Regions from separate parts of the Mus musculus genome. Here all the other regions are linked to region 1. A link is a contact called in public HiChIP or PLAC-seq data. All regions are on one chromosome and are shown on one strand. The core of a region is the stretch at or near the end of the contact, and the rest is flanking DNA. Distances in the headings are between cores, read along the strand shown.

Evidence for each region. HiChIP or PLAC-seq counts read pairs in DNA pulled down with a chosen protein or histone mark.
Region 2: an H3K27ac HiChIP or PLAC-seq map of the HPC-7 cell line shows a contact between it and region 1, with 6 times the contacts expected there. The contact joins the enhancer-like site here to the promoter of Meak7 in region 1. A contact is called at or near these places in 2 of 39 promoter capture datasets (embryonic stem cells and liver), 2 of 15 datasets of contacts at CTCF or cohesin (CD8 T cells and embryonic stem cells), 24 of 484 Hi-C or Micro-C datasets (CD4 T cells, CD8 T cells, the N1E-115 cell line and 16 more), 14 of 115 datasets of contacts at active chromatin or transcription factors (CD8 T cells, the HPC-7 cell line, the SCID.adh cell line and 9 more) and 3 of 9 other capture datasets (adipose tissue, liver and pancreatic islet).
Region 3: a contact with region 1 is called in an H3K4me3 HiChIP or PLAC-seq map of bone marrow-derived macrophages, with 2.5 times the contacts expected there. The contact joins the enhancer-like site here to the promoter of Meak7 in region 1. A contact is called at or near these places in 9 of 39 promoter capture datasets (the C10 cell line, the HPC-7 cell line, Sertoli cells and 6 more), 6 of 15 datasets of contacts at CTCF or cohesin (the NIH/3T3 cell line, hippocampal excitatory neurons, large pre-B cells and 2 more), 81 of 484 Hi-C or Micro-C datasets (the 63-12 cell line, the AML12 cell line, B cells and 58 more), 29 of 115 datasets of contacts at active chromatin or transcription factors (the 230-238 cell line, the SCID.adh cell line, T-cell acute lymphoblastic leukemia and 20 more) and 4 of 9 other capture datasets (adipose tissue, liver, macrophages and 1 more).

The regions. Positions count from the first base shown.
Region 1 is chr8:119,776,762-119,780,185 of GRCm38.p6, forward strand. It overlaps Meak7 (MTOR associated protein, eak-7 homolog), which reads right to left and starts at 1,655. Exons shown (of 8, transcript NM_028883.2): 1 at 1,599-1,655.
Region 2 is chr8:119,811,759-119,815,195 of GRCm38.p6, forward strand. The region is part of intron 3 of Cotl1 (coactosin-like 1 (Dictyostelium)); the gene reads right to left. Among named protein-coding and RNA genes, the nearest start is that of Cotl1, 27 kb to the right of the region's middle. Within about 2 kb of position 1,358, at least 163 of the 459 cell types and tissues checked have an H3K27ac peak or open chromatin away from gene starts, as enhancers often do. A contact at or near this core is called in CD8 T cells, the HPC-7 cell line, the SCID.adh cell line and 16 more, where this site is marked.
Region 3 is chr8:119,716,955-119,720,557 of GRCm38.p6, forward strand. Atp2c2 (ATPase, Ca++ transporting, type 2C, member 2) reads left to right here. Exons shown (of 27, transcript NM_026922.1): 2 at 2,238-2,348. Among named protein-coding and RNA genes, the nearest start is that of Atp2c2, 19 kb to the left of the region's middle. Within about 2 kb of position 2,232, at least 22 of the 459 cell types and tissues checked have an H3K27ac peak or open chromatin away from gene starts, as enhancers often do. A contact at or near this core is called in bone marrow-derived macrophages, cerebral cortex, erythroblasts and 2 more, where this site is marked.

The DNA.
Region 1 (3,424 bases), core at 405-2,904:
CATACCCCACGGCCTGCTAGTACTAAGCCACAGCAGTGGAGGGGGCAGAGATTGATTGAGAAAGTAAATGCTAAACACCAAGCCTTGAATGGTAAACAAGCCAGGGGCAGTACAGGACAGGACCAGATGCCAGGACAGAGCCAGAGCTTGGCTGCTCTGTGAGGAAGGCAGGGGGAGGGGAAGGGCAGGTTTGGAGCCCACAGCTCAGGGAGGACTGGGGAGAGACCTTGAGAATATGGCTCTTCACCCTGTACCAGCCCAGCCGCTACAGCTGGAAGGCCGCCTGTCTCCACACAGCTGCAGCAAGAATGATTCTCGGGGGGGCCCATGCTCTCCCTTTAGGCTGCAAGCTCTGTCATGGGGCCAGCAATCTGTCAGCTTCCCGGAGAAAGGTCTTGCATGTGTCAGGGGCAGGTTCTGTCCTCCATGGGGACACCTTGGTCCATGGGGTAGCTTTCCCCTGGCAACTATGTCCACCTTTCTTAGGTGAAGACATCTTTCAGTGACTGTAAGGTCACTTGTAGCAGTGAGTATCAGCCTTGTGACCCAAAAGAGACACTTGCCAAGGATCAAAGCCATTTTTCTTATCAGAAAGCGGGGGTGGGGGGGTGGGGGGGATGTGGAGAGACCCTTTAAAGGTCACCCACAGCCCTGACCATTCTCCACACAGGGCCTATGAGCTCTACAGTCTCAATCCATACACAGGTGGCCATTCCAGACAGTTTTTGTATAACAATGGGCTTTCCCACCTGGGCACAATCAAGGGGAAGCCTTTGCCCGACCAGATCCAAGTCTCCTGAACCCACCAGTGAGCTTCCTTGAACATTCCAGTCTCCGCAACAGTCTATCCTCAACACTCTACTGCCCCTAATAGCTAAACACGTCCTTCCTCCTCCCCCCAACCAGGTGATCCATTTCGGGAGGGGGCCCTCTCCCCAACAGTGAAGTCCCATCACCAAGTCACTAACCCATGGTCTTAAAAGGAGTTTAGCTTGCCGTGCTTTAATAAGCTTGGGTGAATCGTTTAACATCGCCACCTGGTTCTGCTTTCCAGAAACCAAAGACAAACACAGATGGACCCTGGAGAATAAAAAGGGCTCCTTGTGTCACGAAGAATGTGGCGAGCCAGCTCTTTGCAGCCCCAAGCTCCTGGTGGCAGGCTGGAGTGTGCCTCGGACAATTTCCCATGGGGCCTCCAAGAGATCGTGACACACTGTCTGGTTCCTGGGGTCAACACCCCATCAGAACAGCCACACCAAGCCCATGTCCAAGTCCTGGAGCCTACTGGGTCTGCAGCTGGCAGCCCTCCATCTGTCCCAGCCCCCCTCAGGAGTGCAGGCCAGGGCACCTTCCTCGCCTCCCCCTAAATTGGTTTTGAGCTTGCCTCTGAAGGAACTCTATTGGGTTCGTCTCGGAAAACAAGGCAGGCCCACGGATCCCTTCAGAGCCCAGCTTCACCCCATCCCAGGCACTCTCTGCTTCTCTGACAGTAGCCTGAGACAGTAGCTTCCTTGGGGGCTGCTCAGGCCACCCCGAAGGTCTTCCTTCCTTCCTTGAGCTATGCCCAGCCTCGCCCGGGCTCCCTCCCTCCGGCTCACCAGCCTTGGTCTACAGGGACCGAGCTCCTTCCGGTACGTCCTGGGCAGCAAGGTTGCCCGGGTCGCCCAGCCCTTTCCCTAGCAACGGCGCTGACGGACGGTCATGAGCACCAATTGGAAAAGGGCTACTGAGAGGTGGAGCCCGAGTCAGATCTTAACCAATGGGATTGTAGTTCACGGGGAGTGGGCGGAGCCTGGGATCGAAGAACTGAGCCTGTAACAGCGGAACACTTGGGGATGGTTGACAGTTGCTCAGGTTCTGCAAAGGCTGAAGGAGAACTTGGGCTTTAGGAGGTGCTAGGAAGCTGCTGAAGGGCTGGAAGCGGATCAGGGGGTTTAAATGCAGGGAGCGGATAGAAGGGAGCAATGTGGGAGGCTGGGAACAGGGGCACTGTGAACAGAAGGCCTGAGCTGGGACTCGCCCCCCAGAACTAGGGTGGAAAATCTGACCTCCTTACCTCCTGAAGTCCATTGCGTTAGCCAATAGAGCACTTGACACACAGAAGCAGATGCCGGCCGGTCTTGTCCCCAGGAGTGGGATAGCTTGCTATCAGCCCTACCGGGCCTTTTCTGGTGTCGGAGACAGACACAACAGAGGTAGGTCCCAGAATTCTCAGCAGAGACGAACCCACTGTCGCTGCCTGCAAACCCCACCGTCCGAGTGGCACAGAGGAACTCCTCCCAACCCCCCAAAGTAACAGAAGCTGCTGTCTGAAATTGTAGCTGGAAAAATGACACCAGAGGCCGGAGAGGTGGCAGAGTCCTTAAGAACACTTGCTGCTCTAACAGAGGACACAGGTGAACCCACACTTCAGCTCAGGCCTGCTTGTAACTCCAGTTCCAGGGGATCCGACGCCCTCTTCTGGCCTCCAGAGACATTGCACACACGGTGCACATAAAGCAAAACACCACACATTATTATTAGTATTATTAGTATTATTATTTAATTATTGTGACACCAGCCCGGCTGAGTGTAGTGGCATACACCTGTAATCTCAGCACTTCAAGAGGCTTAGACAGGGGCATTGCTGCAAGTTTGTGGCCAGCCTGGTCTACACAGTGAGTTCCAGGCCAGCCTGGGATACAGAGAGTGGAAGTTTTGAAAAGGCGAGTAGAAGAGAGACAGCAAAAGAAAACGGGCAGCTAGCTCCCCCTAGTGGATTGAAGTCACATGTCCACCAGAAGCCATCTGCCTTTCGCTCAGCCAAGCTCCACCTAGCGTTTGTTCCCAACATTCCACGGCCATCTTAACACCAAGACACCTTGAATTGACTTGATCCCCCACCACCACCCTCCTATGAGCCCCTAGGAAAACGACCAGTCAGTGGGCAGAGCCTCGAGCTGAAGTTGGGCTACAAGGGCCATCATGGAGGAGTGAGGCTGAGGCAGCCAGGACAGCCTTTGAGTCCTCCAGGGCATCATGGGTCACCAGTCTGTGACATATGAAAATGTGTCAGGCTCCTTTCCTCCCCTTAGTGCCTACTCCTTCATTCAGTTCCCACCTGGCATGTATAAACTAAGGGGAGAGGGTAGGACGGAGGTGTGGCTGTGGATATATGCTGCAGGTTGGGCGAGTGACATGGAGAGGAGCTGAGGTTCAGGGGCTTCTAGCAAGAAACCAGTTAGGTTATAAAGATCCAATTGGATGTCTAGGGTTGAGAGTTCATCCAAGCATGCTACTTTCCCTGTCACGGCTCAACCACCTTTCCAGGCCTTTCATAATGGGAAGCCAGGGCCCTATGCTGAGTTAGGGTTCAGAGCGGTTAAGTGATTTTCCCAGGAACACACAGCTGGGACAGAGGCAGTCCTGGTGCCAAACTGAGGGC
Region 2 (3,437 bases), core at 108-2,607, 35 kb after region 1:
AAATGAAATCACCCGGGCACAGACACACATGCCCAGACTTCACAGCTACGTGATTCACCCCAAACAGCCAAGCACCCCAGGTAGCTAGCCATCAGATGAGAAGAGAGGGTAAGGCAGACCCTCAATGCATGGACGTTCCAAATGGTGACGCATTAATTAGTCATCGATGAAATTCTAATGCCCGGTGCAACATGGGCGAACAAATCCCTGAACATGGGCAAAAACAGACAGACATGAAGAGCCACCCACTGTCTGGTTCCTCTGACAGGAAATGTCCAAAAAAGGCAAATCCACAGAGAAAGCAGACCAGAGGTGACCAGGGGTGGGAGACAAAACAGGAAACGGCAGATGTCATCTAAGACGCATTGTGGTAAAACTGCACAGTTCGTGGAGGTGACTGCAAGCCAGCAGGGGTCAGAAGAGCAGCTCACTCTGCCCCACACCAGCCCAATGGCAGCTTTTCAGATTCCAAAAGACACCAGGAACTGGTGGCATATGCCTTTAGTCCCAGCACTCAGGAGGCAAAGACAGGTGGCTCTCTGGGATTCGAGGCCAGCCTGGTCTACAGAGCGAGTTCCAGGACAGCCAGGGCTACACAAGAAACCCTGTCTCGAAAAACCAAAAGATAAAAATTCTCAAAGACAATCAAGATTATTTTTCTTTTACAAACAAGACAGAGTCTGAAGACCACAATGCCTGCCCAAGGTCACAGACCTGGGACTACAGCCTCAGAGCAGGAGTGTGGCTCAGTTCAGTGCTTACCTTAGCAGGCAGGAGGGCGCGGGTTCAAGCCCCAGCACTGTCCTCACCCCCAACTACTATATGTAGATATCAAGAAAGGGAGCAAAATGCTTTGGAACTAGGGAGGGGTGGTTAAAGAGCTTACTTTTACATTAAATGGATTTTACATCAATAAAAACCAAAATCAGCAAAGTCGCCATAGCACCAGAAAGATCACGTTCTCGGCTTCCTAGATACCATGAGCAAGGCCACCAAGACATGGCAGGATATGGAGGAGGGGTTAATATTTGCCAAGAGAGGCAAGCCTCACACAATCTGACTGAATCCACCCTCAATACATTAGCCTTTTACCAGGTTACGATAAGGCCCTGGGGGCAGAGCTGAGACAGCCTTATGCAGCCCCAAATTCAAAGACCCTTCCCAGCAGCCCCAGGGCCAGCACTGCTAAGCTTATGCATGTGACCCAGACCATGGAAGGCAGTGGACCCCAGGTCTGGAAAGAGAATAGAGAGTTGTGTCTCAACTCCCAGGCCAGCGGCACGGGGGAGGGGCGCGGGTGCCCCAGCAAGGAAGTCAATGGGGCAAGAAGCCTAAGAGGAAGTTCAAAGTCCTCTGCTTGTTTGACAGCCTTATATGGCAATGTAAAGAAGAACCTGAAGTCTGGGTCAGGAACAAGAGTTTAGGAAGACAAGATAAGGACTAAGAAATCTAAAGGGAAGTTCTAAGGGCTGGGTGCAGCTATGGCTAAAACCACAAGAGCTGTCCCGTGGTCACACTACAACCAGGCAGTGTGGGATGCAAGCCCAGAGAGCAGGAGACTGACTGCCCACCAGTCTGAAGCCAGTTTGTGTTACATAGCAAAACTCTGTCTCAACAAACAAACAGGGGCTGTGCACGTGGCTCAGCTGGCGGAGGGCATGCCTAGCGTGCACAGAGCCCTGGGTTCAAGCCCCAGCACTTCATAAACCTGGCGTGTTGGCGCAGGCCTGTAATCCCAGAGAGAAGAGGATCAGAAATTCGAGACTGGGTGGGGAGATGGCTCAGAAGGTAAAGGCACTCGTCTCGAAGCCTGATGATCTCAGATCCCCGCCCTGCCCCGCCCCCCCCCCCCCCCCATGAAAGGAGAGGCCAGCCCCTGCACGCTGTCCAGACTCCACATGCTGCTGTGGTGTGCACAAATCCCCACACAAAGTTAGTACATGTGACTCCGTCTCAAAAAGGAGATCAGACTAGTGAATGGTACAGAGCAAGAAATGTAAATAGGCAAAATCGTCTATACTCTACCAGAGATACACCACGTACGTGCACACATATTCACTGTCCCAAACTTAAAAAAAAAAAAAAAACACCTCGAACCTTGAGGCACATTTAAAACCAAATCGCCATGAAGCGAATGCTTCCAAGTCTCCAAAGTTGACAGAACAGCCACGTGGGGTCAGCCACACGGGACATTCTCTCCTCTCTGCTGCCACAGAAGACAACTTTGTCTGCAGATTCGTTTTTTATAGTTGCTGCCTGCAGAGGCCAGAGACGGATCCTCTGGGACTATTACTGTGGGAGAGCAGTGTGGGGGTGCCGATCACACGTTCCAGCCTCCCCATCCCCACCCCCCAGGTCACGACCTTCCACTCCTGCTGTTCTGGGGAACCTCAAAGTTAGAAGGCAGAATCAAGAGTCCCTCATCTTGGGTTGAATGGTTTTCCCTCCAAGTGACCAAGGCAGGCAGCTAGCATTTCTGAGGCCACTGGAGCCCAAGCCATACTGTGGTTCCGAGACAGAGCCTGGGTCTTCGCTACGGGCTGATGTCTCTCATCAACAATCAGTCAGACTGCGGCCTTGCTCGCCACGAGCCTGGCTCGGGGCTGATGAACCTGGCTCTGTTCTCCTCACCCCACAAGAGACCACACTGCCCAGCTGAAGTCAGGGGTGTGTGCAGACTCACATCCCCCCCAGCAGGAATATGGTAAAGCCTAGGAAATCATTCCTACCCCTTGGACCACGGTGAGGACTTCATGTGGTTGGACCAATGGCAGTCACTCCCAGTCTTTAGCTAACACCTATCCCCACACCCTACCTGACTCCAGGAACCTTCTGCATCTCCCATACCTATGATCCAGCCCTTCCCTATACATCTTTCTAAATGAGTTTACCAGTTTCCATCCAAGCTCATTTATGGTCTCAAGTGACCTATGGACAGCCCTGGAGACAACGCTGAGGGTCCTCTTTCCTGCTATTCCAAGGGCAGTCCCTCCCCATCTGGGAAATTGGAAGAGGCAGCTCAGGCAGGCAAACAGGCCCCCGCCCCAACAAAAGGCCTGACACAAGTGGTATGCGCTTCCCATCTAGGGTGTGAATTCTACTAACCGTTCCAAAATGCATGGCTTGGGCAGGCACTATGCTGGCTAGTTTTATGTCAACTTGACACAAGCTAGAGTCATCTGAGAGGAGGGAACCTCAATTGAGAAAGTTAAGATCGGACTGTAGGGACGCCCAGAGGACATTTTCTTAGTGTTTGACAGGGGAGGGCTCAACCCATCATGTATGATACAAGCCCCTGGGTTCTATAAGAAATGGGCTGAGCAAGCCATGAGGAACATGCCAGACAGCAGCACCCCTCCATGGGCTCAATACCAGCTCCTGGCTCCAGGTTCCTGTCCCGTTTCACTTCCTGTCCTGTCTTCCTTCAGTGATGAGCT
Region 3 (3,603 bases), core at 982-3,481, 59 kb before region 1:
GAGAAAATAAGGCTATGTTTGAGAAGACTGGGGAGGAGGGGTCAAGGGGAGCAGACAGGGGTGGGGTGGGGGTGGGGTGGAACAGGACACAGAATGGGGACAGACATCTGAGGGAGTGTCAGTTACCATAGCCAGGTCATGAGACATGGGTGTGTCTGATAGCAGCCAGGATCTAAGTGTCACCAAGCCTGTGTGTGAGGTATGTGTATGTATTTGTGTGTGCACATGTATATATGTCTGTGTATGCCTTTGATTGTATGGGAGTATTTGTATATATGTGTATTTGTGTGTGTATGTATGTATATATGTATGTCTGTCTATATGTATGTATATGTGTGTGTGTGTATGTATGTGTGTGAACACACATGATGTTTCAAGGTCACAGGATACTGCATTTGGAAAGTGAGTGTGGCTTAGCCAGAGGGAGAGGCACGGGTGTGCTCACACCAGGGCTGTCTTCCCATGCGACAGGAGCAAGTGTAAGGAGCTTGGATGGGCACTGCAGGACTAGAGCCAACAGTCCAGTGGCACATATTTCTCTGTAGAGGGAATCTGCACCAAGCTCATTATTGGCATGGAGGCATTCCGGGGACCACAGAGCCTGGCGAGGAGCTGTGTCCTTACCGCCAGGCTCTGGTTTCTGATACCAGACGCAGAATCCCAGAGGTGAATGTGGTTGCTGGTCCCTATAACAAATGGGCTGTCAGGTGCTAACTCTTGCTTGGGGTGCTGCCTTGGAGAGAAAGGACGAGGAACTTGGATTCCACCTCAGCTGAAGGAAGATGCCACCACCTCTTCCCTTCCTCCTTCCCAGTTCCCAGTGACGGCCTGAGAAGGAAGAGATGATATCATGTCCCCGTGTCAGCATTCTGGGAAGAGCGCTGTAAACATCTTGATGTGCCCTGGCGCTGAGGTCTGTCTGTTGTCGCAGTGTCCCGGGCCTCTGGGCATTTGATGTGCCTTGGGGTCTGGGCACAGATCTCAGCCCTGGAGAACCTAACAGGTGGCCTCTACCCGTTTCCTGGAATTATTTAGAAAAGCTTGTAGAACTAGGGTGTGATACCACATATTGCCACAGGGGGCACTCTCTACAGTTTATGCTTAACCTGGATTCCCACCGTGAGGTCATGTCAAATGTCACCCTAACCCTGCTAAAGAGGTTGTTTCATGCAGCTGGTCAGATCATTGAGACGGCAAAGTGCTCTGATGCACAGACATGAGGATCTGAGCATGGTCCCCAGGCCCACACAGACATGAGTATGGTAGTACACATGTGGAATACATCTGTAACCTAACCCGGGCACCAGTGTGCAGAGCCAGGTGGAGTCTCAGGGTTCAGGGGCCAGCTAGTTTTGCCAACAGGTGAATCCTTGGTTCAGTGAGAGACCCTGTCTCTTAAAAAAAACCTGAACACAATGATGAAAATCCCACATGTTAACTACATATATGCACATACTATACACATACATGTTGACCATATGTATGTGCACAGAACACATACATAACACCACCCACATACCATACACACCCTAAAATATAACAACCCGCCATACATATACCATACACACATACAACAACATACATAGTCATACAATGCTACCACATACATACCATACACACACTAGAATATAATAATGAAAACATACCATACACACACCATACACACAAACAACAACACGCGTACTCATACACCACCACCACACACATACCATACACACACTAGAATATAATAACATACCATCCGCATACTGCGCATACATACAACACCACACGTACTCATACAACACTATCACACACATACCATACACACAGAAACATGATAATAACAACAGACAAAGGTTATTTCCAGACAGACGTGCCAGTAATAGCCAATGACTATAAAGAAACCCCGCCTGCCCCTAGCAGAATGGCTGGGAGCTGAATCTATCCGTGCTGAGGAGATCTGAGCACCTGTAGAAAGAGCAGTCATCCTGCACACTGTCACCAATGTGGAGAGAAAGCACGGGCAGAAGATGCTGGGCACACGGCTGTCTCTGTAGAGCTCACGTTGGAAAAACTACTTTGGGTGGTTGGAGAGGGAGATTGGGGACTGAAGCTGCCTGTCTCCTGATGTAGAAGCAGACGTGGGTTGGCGGCTGTATTGGATGAATACTCACTTTGCATATGTGTGCCCTGCTTTACCAGAGCCCTCCTAGCAAGATGTCCTGTGCTCACCCGCCACGCTGTTCTCTCCACAGATTGATGAACAGTGCGAGCTGAAAGCTATCGAGAGAGAAAAGACCGTCGCTGCTCTGCCGCCCGGGGAAGCTTGCAAATGCAGCAGAGAGGAGCTGGCCAGAGCCTTCCATGTAAGAATTTCGTAACTGTATCTATTCCTTTTATCATTGTCCTTACCAAAACACCTTCCAAGAGCAGCTTACAGGAGGGGCTATGCTGACTCACAGTTCCAGATAAAGTATAGACACAGAGACAGAGCGTGAGGCATCTGGTCACACTGCATCTGCAGCCAGGAGTCCTTCCACCCACTGCTCCTTTGGCAATGACACAGAGACCAACGCTGTTAGGAAACTGCTCAGCCTTGCTTCCTCCAGCCTCTTGTCATCGGGGCTCAAGCTCTCCGCCACACCTGCCTCTCACTCTTTATCTTTTTTGGCTCGGAGATGCCAACTACAGACATCAAATTCTCACGAGTGTCTGAGGGATGCAGAATTTGTGAGCAGTGTAGGAGAGGTACCAACTCTGGCCTAGGAGTCCAACCTCTGGGACATCCGGATGGAGCCAACATCATATCTTTAGCTTATGTTACTTGGAACACCAGGCAGACTGGTGACACTCGTGTGTGCACACATGTGCACGCATGTTTGTGTGTATACGTGTGTGTGTGTTGGTATGTTGTGTGCATGCACATATGTATGAACTGCATGTGTGTACAGAAGTGTATGTGCATGCATATATGTATTACATGGGCAGATATGATCCTATGCATGGGTATTGGGATGTATGTAAGTGTACATGTATGGGGATTTGTACATACATGCATAGGTGCCCAGTGTCTGCTTCCCTTTTGGGGTAGACAGGCCATGGCACACCAAGCTGGACTGGAGGGAGGGAAGCCTAGCCAGGTGTGGGTGAGCGCAGGGCAGGATTACAGTAAGCAGTGTGTGGGGGGAGGGGTAATGAACAACACCTGGGAACAGCTTCGGAGAACTGGCTCCACTTATTGAGGGATATGGTATTATTTATGCCCGTGAAGAGGTGGTCGGGGTCTCTGGGGCCAGGTCTGTGTGGCTGTGTACCGCTGGCAGGGGTGTTTGAAGATGCTTCATCTACATTCTCAGGGGCTTGTAGGTGGTGGGGAGGGGAACCTTTTAAGGTTAAACAAGGTAGTGAAGCCAGGTAACTGGCAGGGTAATAAATTCTTACAAGAGTTGATGGTCAGGGAGCCGGGTTTATGGTGTCAGGTTGGGAGGAGGCAGATGGCCAACTCCTGGCAGCCTCATGTTTGAGATATCCATTGTTGAAGTTCTCTCGACCCTTCCTCTGTAACCCTAGGCCATTAGGGTCTCACAGCCCCTCCTGTTTGTTTTATAAAGGAGCAGTATC